2 separate regions of the Arachis hypogaea genome follow, and region 1 is linked to region 2. Evidence: chromatin contacts called from public Hi-C data. All regions are on one chromosome and are shown on one strand. Each heading gives the region's core, a stretch centred on a gene start, on an enhancer-like site or on the middle of the called end of the contact. The rest is flanking DNA. Distances are from core to core; before and after follow the strand shown.

What was found. Hi-C and Micro-C count contacts between places; a contact is called where the count stands out from the background.
Region 1: a Hi-C map of leaf shows a contact between it and region 2, with 1.9 times the contacts expected there. The contact joins the promoter of LOC112738308 here to the promoter of LOC112738305 in region 2. A contact is called at or near these places in 2 of 8 Hi-C or Micro-C datasets (both in leaf).

What each region holds. Positions count from the first base shown.
Region 1 is chr13:47,846,074-47,851,993 of arahy.Tifrunner.gnm2.J5K5, reverse strand. It overlaps LOC112738308 (protein Brevis radix-like 4), which reads right to left and starts at 1,538. Exons shown (of 6, transcript XM_025788691.3): 1 at 1,249-1,538; 2 at 823-1,130; 3 at 260-675. The coding sequence starts at 936. It overlaps LOC112734068, which reads left to right and starts at 4,289. Exons shown (of 1, transcript XM_025783255.1): 1 at 4,289-4,636. The coding sequence starts at 4,289. The coding sequence ends at 4,636.
Region 2 is chr13:47,681,382-47,687,529 of arahy.Tifrunner.gnm2.J5K5, reverse strand. It overlaps LOC112738305 (PHD finger protein ALFIN-LIKE 4), which reads left to right and starts at 4,202. Exons shown (of 6, transcript XR_011869710.1): 1 at 4,202-4,645; 2 at 4,793-4,825; 3 at 5,906-6,134. It overlaps LOC112734062, which reads left to right. Exons shown (of 8, transcript XM_072211883.1): 8 at 1-356. The coding sequence ends at 208.

The sequences.
Region 1 (5,920 bases), core at 289-2,788, 170 kb before region 2:
ATAACAAATTAATGGCCAAAACAATTTTGATGATTTTATATTATTTTTTAATAAATTAATAAATAATAGCACTAAATGTGGCGATTCCGATAACATCGACCAGCACCACGTTCACCTTAATGAACAGTCACTATCAAATACCATCCCTAAAAAATTCCTTACACACAATATACAACACAAAACGGCAACAAAAACCAGGCAAACGACAACAAAAGCATGCGTTCGAGTTTTTTCGGATATAATATACGTATACGCGCACCTGAATCGTATGCGCTTGAGGTCGTTCCCGCCACGGGGAAGCGACACGAACGTGATCAAGACGCCAGGCTCCACCTGCGCCACCCACTCCTTCGGCTCGTTCTCCTCCACTAGCACCACCACCGGCTCCGCCCTCCGCCCGCTCCCTCCGGCGGAGCTCGGCGTCCCCTCGCCGCTCGATATCCCCTTAAGCCTCGCCTCCATCTCCTTTCCCCACCCTGTCCTTGTCCCCGCCGACGAGCTTGAGCTCCCTGTCCGTCTGTACGACCACCGGAACCGATCCGAGTCCCCATCCGAGTCTCCACCGCTTCCAATACTGGCACCGCCCACTCCACTGGCTGTCCTGAGTCGACTCGGCGGCGCGCACGGACTGCAGTTCTTGTACGCACCCGACGCCTTCAACGCCATATCCTTTAACTGAAGAAAACCAAAAAAACAAACACACGCGCCCGCGGTGGAGAGTTTAAATCACGACACTTAGATAAAGCAATGAGAGAAAGAGAGAGCTCTTGCACTTTTTTTGTTTCTTTTTTGTTTCTTTTCCTTTTCTCTAATAGAAGTTACCTGAGAGGTGATGGACTTGACGGATTGATTCTTTCCGATGCTGGAATTGGGATCGTCCGGGTGACTCAGTGAGTCTTCCCCGAGTTTCTTCGGCCGAGCTATGCACGTCAGCATTTTCTTTTTCTTTTTCTCTTTTGAAAGAGAAGAAGAGTGAGTTGAGAGGGGAATAGAAGGTTAGATCAGATTGTTGGATTATAAAAAAGCGTGGTAACCGAGAAACGATTATGAGTTGGTGCCATGCGAAGAAGCAGCAGCAACTTCAATTACTACGACGAGATCACAGACTGTCTTCTCTCTGCTGATAGAAACTGCAAAATATAAATAAAAAATATATAAAACATGTAAAGATGTGAGCACTAAAGTGTGGTGGCAGCAGCGTGTTAATTAGTTAATTAATGAAAATTGGAGGAGGGGGTTTAACAGTACTAGTATGAGGGAGGGGACCATGTGGTCGGAAGTAACTGGCGGATTCAGGTGGCAGTGGGAAGAAGAGAGAGTAAGTCAAGTGTGTTTGTTTTTGTTTTTAATGGGAGAGGAGATGATTTGATTTGAGGAGAGTAGGAGACTGTGGAATCTGCTTTTTGTCTTTGGGGTGGGACTATCAGCCTATATCAGCCTATCATTTCCTTTTAACCTGTTAATGCGGATGTGCGTGTCTGTATCTGTCTCTCTTGAGCTGAGTTTCGCGGTTGCCGTCCCTTCAAGCTTTTCAGTATTTGTTGGGCTCGTTGTGGACTCAGCTACTTGTGTTGGCTGAGCCCGTTTTTCTATTGGACAGAAGACAATACATCCCAATAACGTACACAATTTATCGACCAAAAAAAAAAGTACACAATTTGGGGCTCAAGGAAAACATAACTAATAACCCATGTATGACAACGACTAAAAAAAGAGAGAACTTTTTCCCCATTGCCTGCTGTAGCCGATTCTTGAAGTTCTCCAAAAAAAAAAAAAAAAACGATAGAAGTTCTCAAGGACAAGTCTTTCTCCCATCTTCCATCCTCGGATCTTTGTCTCGGATCAAGCTTTTCCAAAATAAAAACATTGGTAAAGTAACGAAGTCATTTTTTAATAAAATTAAGAAAATGAACTTATACATAATAAAAAGTTATAAATTTAAAAATAATTATAATATTATTTAACCACTTTATCAATTTTCTCATTTTAGATAACTTTTTTTTATTTGACCTGTCATCTCCTTCTCTCAACTCTTTTCTTTACCCTCTTACCCACCATATTTTATGTACTTTTTTTGGGTAATGTTATTGTACTGAAGGAAAAAAAATTTTCTCATGGGCTGAAGAAGTGTAGCACTAGAAGAGAGGTGACGTGTGTTAGTGTTGTTCCCACACTTGTAGATAGGGGTGGAAATAGGCCAGGCCAGGCCAGGCTTTACTCTTAACAGGCCTGGCCTGTCATACAGTTAATTGGCCTGAGCCTGGCCTGCAGCCTGTTATAGGCTCTTTATAAGGTACTAGGCCTGGCCTGTTATTCAGTCTGGCCTGGCCTGAAGCCTGTTAAAAGGCCTGATTTTTTTTTTTTACAAAAATAAAATTATTATTTAAAAAAATTATTTTTTAATAAAAATATTTATATGTAATATGTCATATATTTAATATTTATAAAAAAATTTTAAACTTTTAATGTATTTAAAATATACAAAAATATTTATAATAAAATATAATAGATTTAAAATATCTCATAATTTTGTTATAATAAATAATTATTTATATATTTAATTATATTTTAACAGGCCCAAGCAGGCCTGACAGGCCAATAAGATTAATTAGCGAGCCTGGGCCTGGCCTATTAACGTATTAAGGCTTTTAAATGAGCCTGGGCCTGTACCTATTTTATAACAGGCCAGGCCAGGTCAGGCCAAACACAGGCCAGGCTGCAGGCCCCTGGCAGGCCGCCTGGCCTTTTTCCACCCCTACTCGTAGATAAGTTTTGTGTCAAAGTAGAGTGGGTAGAATATGTCAACATCATTAATATTAATTACATTAGATTAATTTGTTTTTAATGATGATAATTTATTTGTTGGGTTTTATAGGAGATTTCTTTTAAATAAATAAAAAATATTTTATTTATTGAAATAAATAATTTGTAAAATAATTACAAAAATATGTAGTATGTCTTATCTTGTTTACAGTGTAAATGAGATAAGTTTACACATATCTTGTTTACACTGTAAACAAGATACGTGATAAATTATCACGTTTACAGTGTAAATGAAATACAATAAGACAAATTTTCAACAGCTATAAAAGGATGTGCAACCTTTGGTATTCTCCATATACATTTCATATCTTCTTCTCCTATATCTTTCTTTCAAAAAATAGGCAAAAATATCCAGTAGTAGCGGATATGTTGTTGTCTGTGTGTATCCCAATTGTTGTATGAGAAACAATGACAATGGGGTGATATTTGAGTATGATAATATGTTACTATTGTGCACTCGGCGAGTAAGTTCTTTGTTCGAGTTTAATATTGAGTAACCTTGGTGATTTACAGAGAAAAGGGATCGGAAGAGTGGGGTATAGGTTGCTAGTATCGTTGGAAAATGGAGTTTTTCGGTGTCGTCTGTTTCGGCTCCATGGCAGAACAAGTGCTGGAGTTTTTCACGGAGGTTGGTGATGTTGGTGGCGGCAGATCCGCCCACTCGACCTTTGTGCAGGATGATCCACCTCTCGCACCACCACCGATTCATGTTGCTAGTCCAGTGGAAGATATGGACGTGGATGATGAAGACTCCGATGAGGAGTATGTTGCGGATAGCAACGATAGTGGTTCTTCTGAAGATGATGATGAGGAGGAGTTTGTACCAAAGATGCCAGTCGAGACAGCGGTGTGCTATGTTTTGCCTCCTCCCCCACCTGATTTCGGCGCTATCATATGTACCAAGTCACTATCATGCATTGGATCTAGACGCGATGCATGAAAAATCTCCATTTTTCAACACCGGGAAAGACGATTACAGTGGGGTGGAGTTTCGGGTCAGTCACAAATTCAAAAGCACAGATGCAGTAATGCAGGGTGTGAAGAACTACAACATTTGCAGAAGGGCTAAGTACCAAGTTGTTGAATCAGACCGATTAAAGTACCATGTGCATTGCTGCCAATCTGCAATTGGAAGTCCCTGGAGTCTCCGTGTAGCCCTCCGATAGAATCTCGGATATTGGTGAGGTCAAATTTAATTGTGGCATTTTTACTCATTTATGATTGTTATATCTGGTGTAGTTTCTGACCATGAATGTTTTATTTCGTTAGGAAGGTCCGGAAGGTTGGTGGAGCGCATACATATTTACCACTTACCATGTCCCAAGACCATCGACAGTTGGACAGCACCCTCATCTGCAATGTCATCCTGCCGTTGATATAGTCCAACCCATCTGTCAGTATCCATGTCCTACAGGGTACAGTTCAACAAAGCTATCACTTCAAACTCTCGTATAGAAAGATCTGGATGGCAAAGCAAAAGGCAATTGCGCAGATATACGGAGATTGTGAGGAGTCATACAACAACGTGCCGAAGTTGCTACAAGCACTTCAGAGTTGTTGTCCCGGAACAGTATGTGAGCTCAGGGCCTTATCTTACTATGATGGGCACCTTATGGTCCGCGACTGTAGCATGTTCGACAAAGTATTCTGGGCCTTCCCGTCTTATGTCGAGGCTTTCAAGCATTACAAGCCATTTGTTTCTATCAATGGGACGCACATGTATGGCAAATATGGTGGTGTGTTGCTTATTGCAGTGGCACAAGATGACAACAGTGTAACACCCTATTACCCAATGCCTTACCTCATACCGTAAAGGTTTGAAGGATAACAAAGTGCCATGATAGTTCTAAAACTTGTATAGTAAAATATATAGAAAGAAATATTAATACTAGAAGACCAATGAAGGAATAAAAGCTCAAAGTCGCATAAACCGGAATTACAAAGCGCGAAGCGTTCACACACGATAGCTAAATGCGTTGGCATGAAAAGATACAAAACATAATACATACATATATAACCTTGTAGATAGCTCCAGGATACATAAGGTAATAATTTAAGTAGACAAGATATATATAAGTATGATATACAAAAAGAAAATTAGTCACAGCCTGCGAAGTTTAGGCCGACTAGTCGAGAGATACAACATAGTTTTATAAAAAGCTTACTTCCTATCTCTCAAGGGTTAAAGCAAAAGCCTCTAAGGCAACAAAGTTATATAAATACAAAGGATGAGAGAGTAACTACATCAAAATAAAGCAGAATTAAAACAAAGGAGAAACTATCCTCCGCTCTGTCACTATGTCCGCAAACTCACCGGGGTGAATTTGTGACCTGCATCTGAAAAACAACAAAAATATATGGCATGAGAACCGGAGGTTCTTAGTATGGTTACAGTGCCCAATATGTAAGATATAAGGTTCCGGGATGTCAAAGGCAATCATAGAACTTCACATCAAAACAGATATATTCAAGCCTAAAGAAGTAAATAACTTAAACCATAAACAGGGTAGTCTAACTTAAGGGATTTCTAACTAATACTAATCATCGTTGTCCCACATCCTTCACCAACCTACCCTCCATGAGATCCCATCGCCACCGCCTACCTAACCTCCTCAATGCCAGTAAAACACATATAATGCAAACAAGTAAAGCACAAATAGTATACATATATAGCAGGTAAATCAACTAGCATTTAGCCATATTATTCAAATAGGCATAACTCCAGTAATCAAAGCAAGAAAGCATGTAAAAGATGCATATAATAAATGTCTATCCTATTTGGCTCGTGATATCACTTGTCGGTTCAAAATGCCAACTAACACATCCCCGGGATGTCGCCTTTCTGCCACGACCAGGGATATATTGCCCTACTCACTCTTTCTTACACCCCGTAAGTTGTAGTGCCTGGCACACTGTAAGAACCCGAGTTTTTCACGCAAAACTGTTTTAATAAAATAATTTTAGTGCCTGGAATAGATTCAAAATTTATAAGTTTTAATTTGAAAATATAAATGTGAAAATTGGTTTCAGTGAATTTTTCTAAGTCAGAAAATGTATTTTCTGCGAAAAACTGAGAACCGGCAACCGATCCGTTCGA
Region 2 (6,148 bases), core at 2,953-5,452:
AAGATCTTCTGGTACCTCACTGCTTAGGACTCTCAGAATTCAGTCTTTGGGAAAGCTGAATCCAATTGATTTGAAGCGCTTGTCTTTCCATATGTCACCACCCCACAAGGCAACTCAAAACAAGAAGATTAATGAGGAACTAGACAGAGAAATGGAAGTGGATCACAAAGATGGAAAAGCTGAAAAAGATGACGCACTAGAGTCATAGCTGATAGTTGTAGTATGGTTGAACAATATACTGAGAATTATGGTTGATGTATCTATATACTTTGTTTATGTTTTGAATTATAGTGACTTGCTTGTTTATAGTACTTTTCTTAGTTTGATAATACAATAAATTTGTTTATTTTTTGAAATATTATAAATTTTTTAATACAAATTAGATAAAAATTTGTATTAAATTTATATTTATTTTGTATGAAAACAAGTTTATTTTGTAATTAAGAAATAAAAAAAATTCTATTTTATCTTACTGACGGATTTACAGACGAATTTTCTGTCTGTAATCAGAGTGTGAGATGATTTTCCAAAGTTCAAATTACAGACGGAAAATCTGTCGGAAAATTCGCCTGTAATTACAGACAGAAAATTCATCTGAAAATCCGTCTGTAATTACAGACGGAAAATCCGCCTGAAAATCCGTCTGTAATTACAGACGGAGAATCCGTCGAAAAGTTCGTCGCCTTGGGAAAATGGATGGAAAATTTACAGAGGGAAAATCCGTCGGTAACTGGTAAAAATCCGTCGGTAATTTTCCGACGGAAAAAAATCCGTCGGTAAAAAATTTCCGACGGGGCTTTTATAGAGGGACAAAATCCGTCGTCGGTAACCAAAAATCCGTCTGTAATAAAGACTAAATCTGTCTGTAAATCTGTCTGTGTTAATCCATTTTCTAGTTGTGTCTATAAATTCAGAAACTCCTATATTTTATCCAAATTCAAATTCATAAACAATACTGATTTTAGCAAAGAAGAATAAAATTATTCATTATCACTTTATTCAGTTGTATTAGATTCCATTCCATTCCATTTAATTCAAAATTGTTGAAGATGATGATAACGAAAGAAAAAGATAACGAAAAAGAAGAAGAAGAAAAAGAAGATGCAGCATCAAGGGAGAAGAAGAAGAAGAAGAAGCGATGGTTGCACGCATGAATTTAAATTACTTGGATGGACTTAGTTAGGAAAATCACTTGGATGGAGAACATTATGGTATTTTTTAATAACAGAGTTGTTTTATTCTTATTGATAACCTCTGTATGGTCATTACGAATTCTTGTAGGCTATAAGAAATAATTCCTATGATCATGACCCTGTACTTGCTGCATGTGGAATTTATGTTGAGAAAAAATTGACTGAGGTTGAAGGTCGTGTTCTTGAGCCACCCGTATCTTTCTCTATCGGCATGCTTTAAAAGCGTGGCTATAGGGTTATACATATGGCCACGCTTTTAAGTGTGGCAATAAATAAAAACATGACAAAAAATAAAGCGTAGTTATAGATTGACAAAAGCGTCATGATAAAACAATCGGCAAGCTTGTAGATGTGACTCTTTCAAAAGCATATCGATAGCTCAAAAAGCGTGATGAAAAGCTGTCGCCACGCTTTTTTTCACTTTTCGGCACGCTTTGAAAGTGCGGCAAAAGCCATTTTTTCTTGTTGTGAGATCCATTAATAAAGGCTTATTTTACTCTAATGAATTTAGATTTAATTAAAGTTTAATTACTTTGTTGGTCTCTATATATTTACCAAATTTTTAATTAGATCTCTATATTTTTTTCAATTGGGTTTCTATACTTTTTTTTCTTTTCAATTAGGTCACTATAATGCTTTTAATTTTGTAATTAGGTCTTTTTTCATGTCAAAAACGTTAAAATTAATAAAATATTTCTCCCAAAATGCATATAGTCAAAGATTAATTAGGTTTTTAATTATGATTACTTTCAATTTGAAAAGAAATATTTAGTTAACTCGAATATTTTTTAACTAGGAATGACCTAATTATAAAATTAAAAGTAGTGTATATACCCAATTGAAAGAAAAAAATTTAGAGATCTAATTATAAATTTGATAAAACTATAGAAACGTACAAAATAATTAAATCTTCAATTAATCAGATATGCTAATACAGGTTTTCTTTCTGATATGCATAAACAACTTACAAATAAGTTATCTATTCACAATTGGAGATACAATTATATCTTTATGTTCAATAAAGTAAGTCATAGTTGTAGCATCTTCAAATCATACAAAAACATTAGCTATTAATGAAATAATTTGAGAGTGTGTTTGATTTAATTCAATCATCTAATTTGTCCAAGATATATGTGATTTACCATAGAAAAGATACCAACAATCATATATAAAGATAATTCGACTTTCATACACCGACTAAAGAAAGGATAAACTAAAGGTGACAGGACAAACATATTTCACTAAAACTTTTTTACAAACATGATTTTCAACAAAGTGATGAGAGAGACATTCAATAAATTCGTTCCATTGGTAAGTTGACAATGGTTTATAAAATCGTTATTTACTTCAACATTTAAAAAGTTAATGGATCCACTAGAGAAACAATGAACTATTTGTACAATGTGTACTGGGCTATTGAGTTACTATACTATCTAGAATAATCATCCGAGTACTAGCGATAATAAACATCTTTCCAAAAACTAAAACTGATTTTGGAGTTCACCAAGAATCGAACGTTCACCAAGAATCGAACTCTTGATCTTTTGGATCTAACGCTCTAATACCATGTCATGATACCACTCATCCAAAAAGCTTTAGCTGATGGAAAAAGGTAACACTAATAATTATATCTCTAATACTCCCTAAACCTCCATTGTTCACATTGTATAAATATTCTATTGGCTTCTCATACTTTCCCAAAGTTAATATATAATATTATGACATCCTCATTATCAAGTGATGTAGTTATTGGGGAGCATTCCTTAACCATAATTTTTAACCCAAACTTATTTTTTTTGGTTATATTATAATTAAGACAAATTGTTTAACGTATTGGAAAATAATATACTCTTTTTTCTTTCACTAAAAATTTTTCTTTTAGATATTTTTATTAATAAAATTTAACAAGACACTAGTTACTTACGAAAGACTTTCAAAAAAGTGTAAAATAAACATATTATTTTAGATATTTTAAGATTTTAACTGGAATTTCATATTTTAAGTAATAGAATTAGTTACAGATGTAATTTATGTAATTTAGGTGAGTTAGTTAAGGTAGTATTTGGTGGAGAAACAGAGACGGAAAGACCGAGACTAAGAGACTGAAATTTAAATAAATTTTAGTATTCTGTTTGGTACAAAGTGCAGGAATTAAAACAAGAATAAAACTCTAATTTAATTTGCACAAAGGATAAAATTAGAATTAATTAATTAAAATGAGGATATTTTAGGTATAAAATGTTATTAAAATTTCAGTCTCCATCTCTAAAAATTTTAGTCCTCTGTGTCCCTATTTTTTGAAAGTACTGAAATATTGAAATTTTTGGGAAAGAGACAGAAATTTTAGTACCAGTCTTTAAACTAACAAACATAATACTAAGTCTCAATCTTCCGGTCTCTGTCTCAGTACCTCAAAACAAATACTACCTATGAGTCAGACTCTTAATTATACGTAATCCTATAAGTGTTTTATATAAAATACATTCATTAGTAAAAGTCATATTTTATTCTTTCCATTTTCTTTTCTCTTTTCAACTTCTCTAAACCCTAATTTTCATTTTCATGGAAAATTATTTTTATCAAATACTTCATCTATTATTTGCTTAATTTTTTTTATCTATATATAGTTAAATGAACTAATTAACCACTAATGACAAGTTGCCTTAATTTTTTTAAGCTTCTAAGTAATTAGCTTTTCACAATAATTAACATGAGTTTTTCTTGTAATTCTAACTTTCTTATAATCATTATGTCAAAGGTGTTTCAGATTATTTCAACTGAAAAATTTAATTATTCAGAAATATTTGAACCTTAGAGAAAAAACATTAAGTATAATTATTTAATAAGTAATTTTATAAATTTAATAAATTATCCCCCAATATTGTTAAATTTTTATTTTGTTTTCATAAGAAATATTAAATAGTATACATATGTTTTACTGAGGGAAAATTAACAATAGCTAAACAACAAAATGGAGATAAATACCAGTTTTATAATAAGTGTGAAGTGTGAGACTTTTGAGGTTGGGGTAAGTGAAGACTGAAGAGTGAAGAGCAGGATATCAAAGAGAGTCCATCCAAATTTGCCTTTTTGCCACACAGGTAAGAGGAGTGTTCCCTCTCTTTTTTCTTTTGTGCTGCAATTCCAAATTCCAAAATCCCAAATCTCGCACTGCTTCCACTCTCTCTTCTATAAATACACAAAAACAAAAACCTCACCCTCTCTCACTTTACAGTTTCATTCTTCTCCTAGTTCTTCCTCTTCCCCTTTGCATTGTTTGAAAGAAGCAGTAGAAAAACAACAAAAGAAAAAGTGAGTGTGAGGTTTGGTTAGTGAAGGTGTAAGAAAGGGAGTGATGGACGGTGGCGGACACTACAACCCTCGCACCGTTGAGGAAGTTTTCCGCGACTTCAAGGGTCGCAGAGCTGCTATGATCAAAGCCCTCACCACTGGTCTCTCTCTTGACTGCGATTATCAGAGTGAAGCAGTGCATCACTCAATTTTTTTTTTTAATTTTCAAATTTAGGGTTTTCGTGAAAGAAATTGTTTTCTCTTTTCTTTTCTTGCATTATAATAAGTGTTGTTTTTTATTTTTGCAGATGTTGAGGAGTTTTACCGGCAGTGTGATCCAGGTTAGGGTTTATGCCTTCTTTTGTCTCCACTTTTGTATTTTCTGTGGTATTTGCTTCTGTTGAGAACTTGAGTATCCAATTATATCTGTTTAATTTTTACCCCCCCCCCCCCCCCGGGGGTGTTTTCGGTGTTTTCTTGCTTCATATTGTGAAAGATTTATGCATATTTGTTCTGTTATGGTTACTTGTTACTGCATTGTTCTGCTAATGTGAATGACAAGTTAAAAAGATCTTCTTTGTTTTTTTGGGTATGAAGTAGTTGTGTATTGCATGAACTTATTGAGTATGTGATAGTCGCTCACTTTTTGATTAGCAGAAATATCAAATTGTTTTTTGTTGATGGATACTGCTTACTTCTTCTTTGCACTGAAACGTCTGGTGCAGGAAGCAAATTGACTAGCATGTCGGAGCCTTGTTTACTTAACTAGACCCTTTACTTTTCTTCTGAGTTCTGACCTAAACCTTGGCCTTTCTGTTAAATTTCCAATTAGATTTTGTTTTAATGCATCATTGCATTTTGTTTTCCCTGCTTTGTGTTATTGTTTTTCCAAATTTGGTCCTCCATCCACCTATGGTAAATTTGCGTTTTTTTAAATGACTCCTCCCATAGTACAATTCTAACTTCTATTTAGAAATTTTATTAACGTTAGTTGTGATTTTAAAGGATTTTATGTTGTAAAAACTCTTGTTTTATGTGCTGTACATCCCTTGTCTAATTTTAGTTAGGATCTATAGGTTTGTCAACTTTGTTCTTTGTTGTCACATCCATGCTTTTCTTTTTATTTTAATTGTATTCAGTATTATTGAAATCCTGTAGAAGTGTCCTGTTCTATGATTTTTCATGGTTTTAGATGCAGTTAACTAACTTTTAGTTTATATTTGTGAACAAAGATTAATATGTATAATTTACTATAATTGGAAGTTGGTAGAGTTTGGAATTGGAAGTTGTGTTTTTCAACTTTGCTGCTTTCAGTAAACAAGTCTAATGCTCTCGCATTGGTTGCTTCTAGTGATTGGAATCCTGTGCTGTTTTTTGAGTTGTTTCATGCTTATTTATTACATTTTTGTCCAATTGATCAGATAAGGAGAACCTCTGTCTGTATGGATACCCCACTGAACAGTGGGAAGTTAATTTACCCGCTGAAGAAGTTCCTCCTGAACTTCCCGAGCCTGCATTGGGCATAAACTTTGCTAGGGATGGGATGCAAGAGAAGGACTGGCTAACTTTAGTTGCAGTTCACAGTGATGCATGGCTAATTGCAGTGGCTTTCTACTTTGGAGCAAGATTTGGTTTTGACAGAGCTGACAGGTATATATATATAT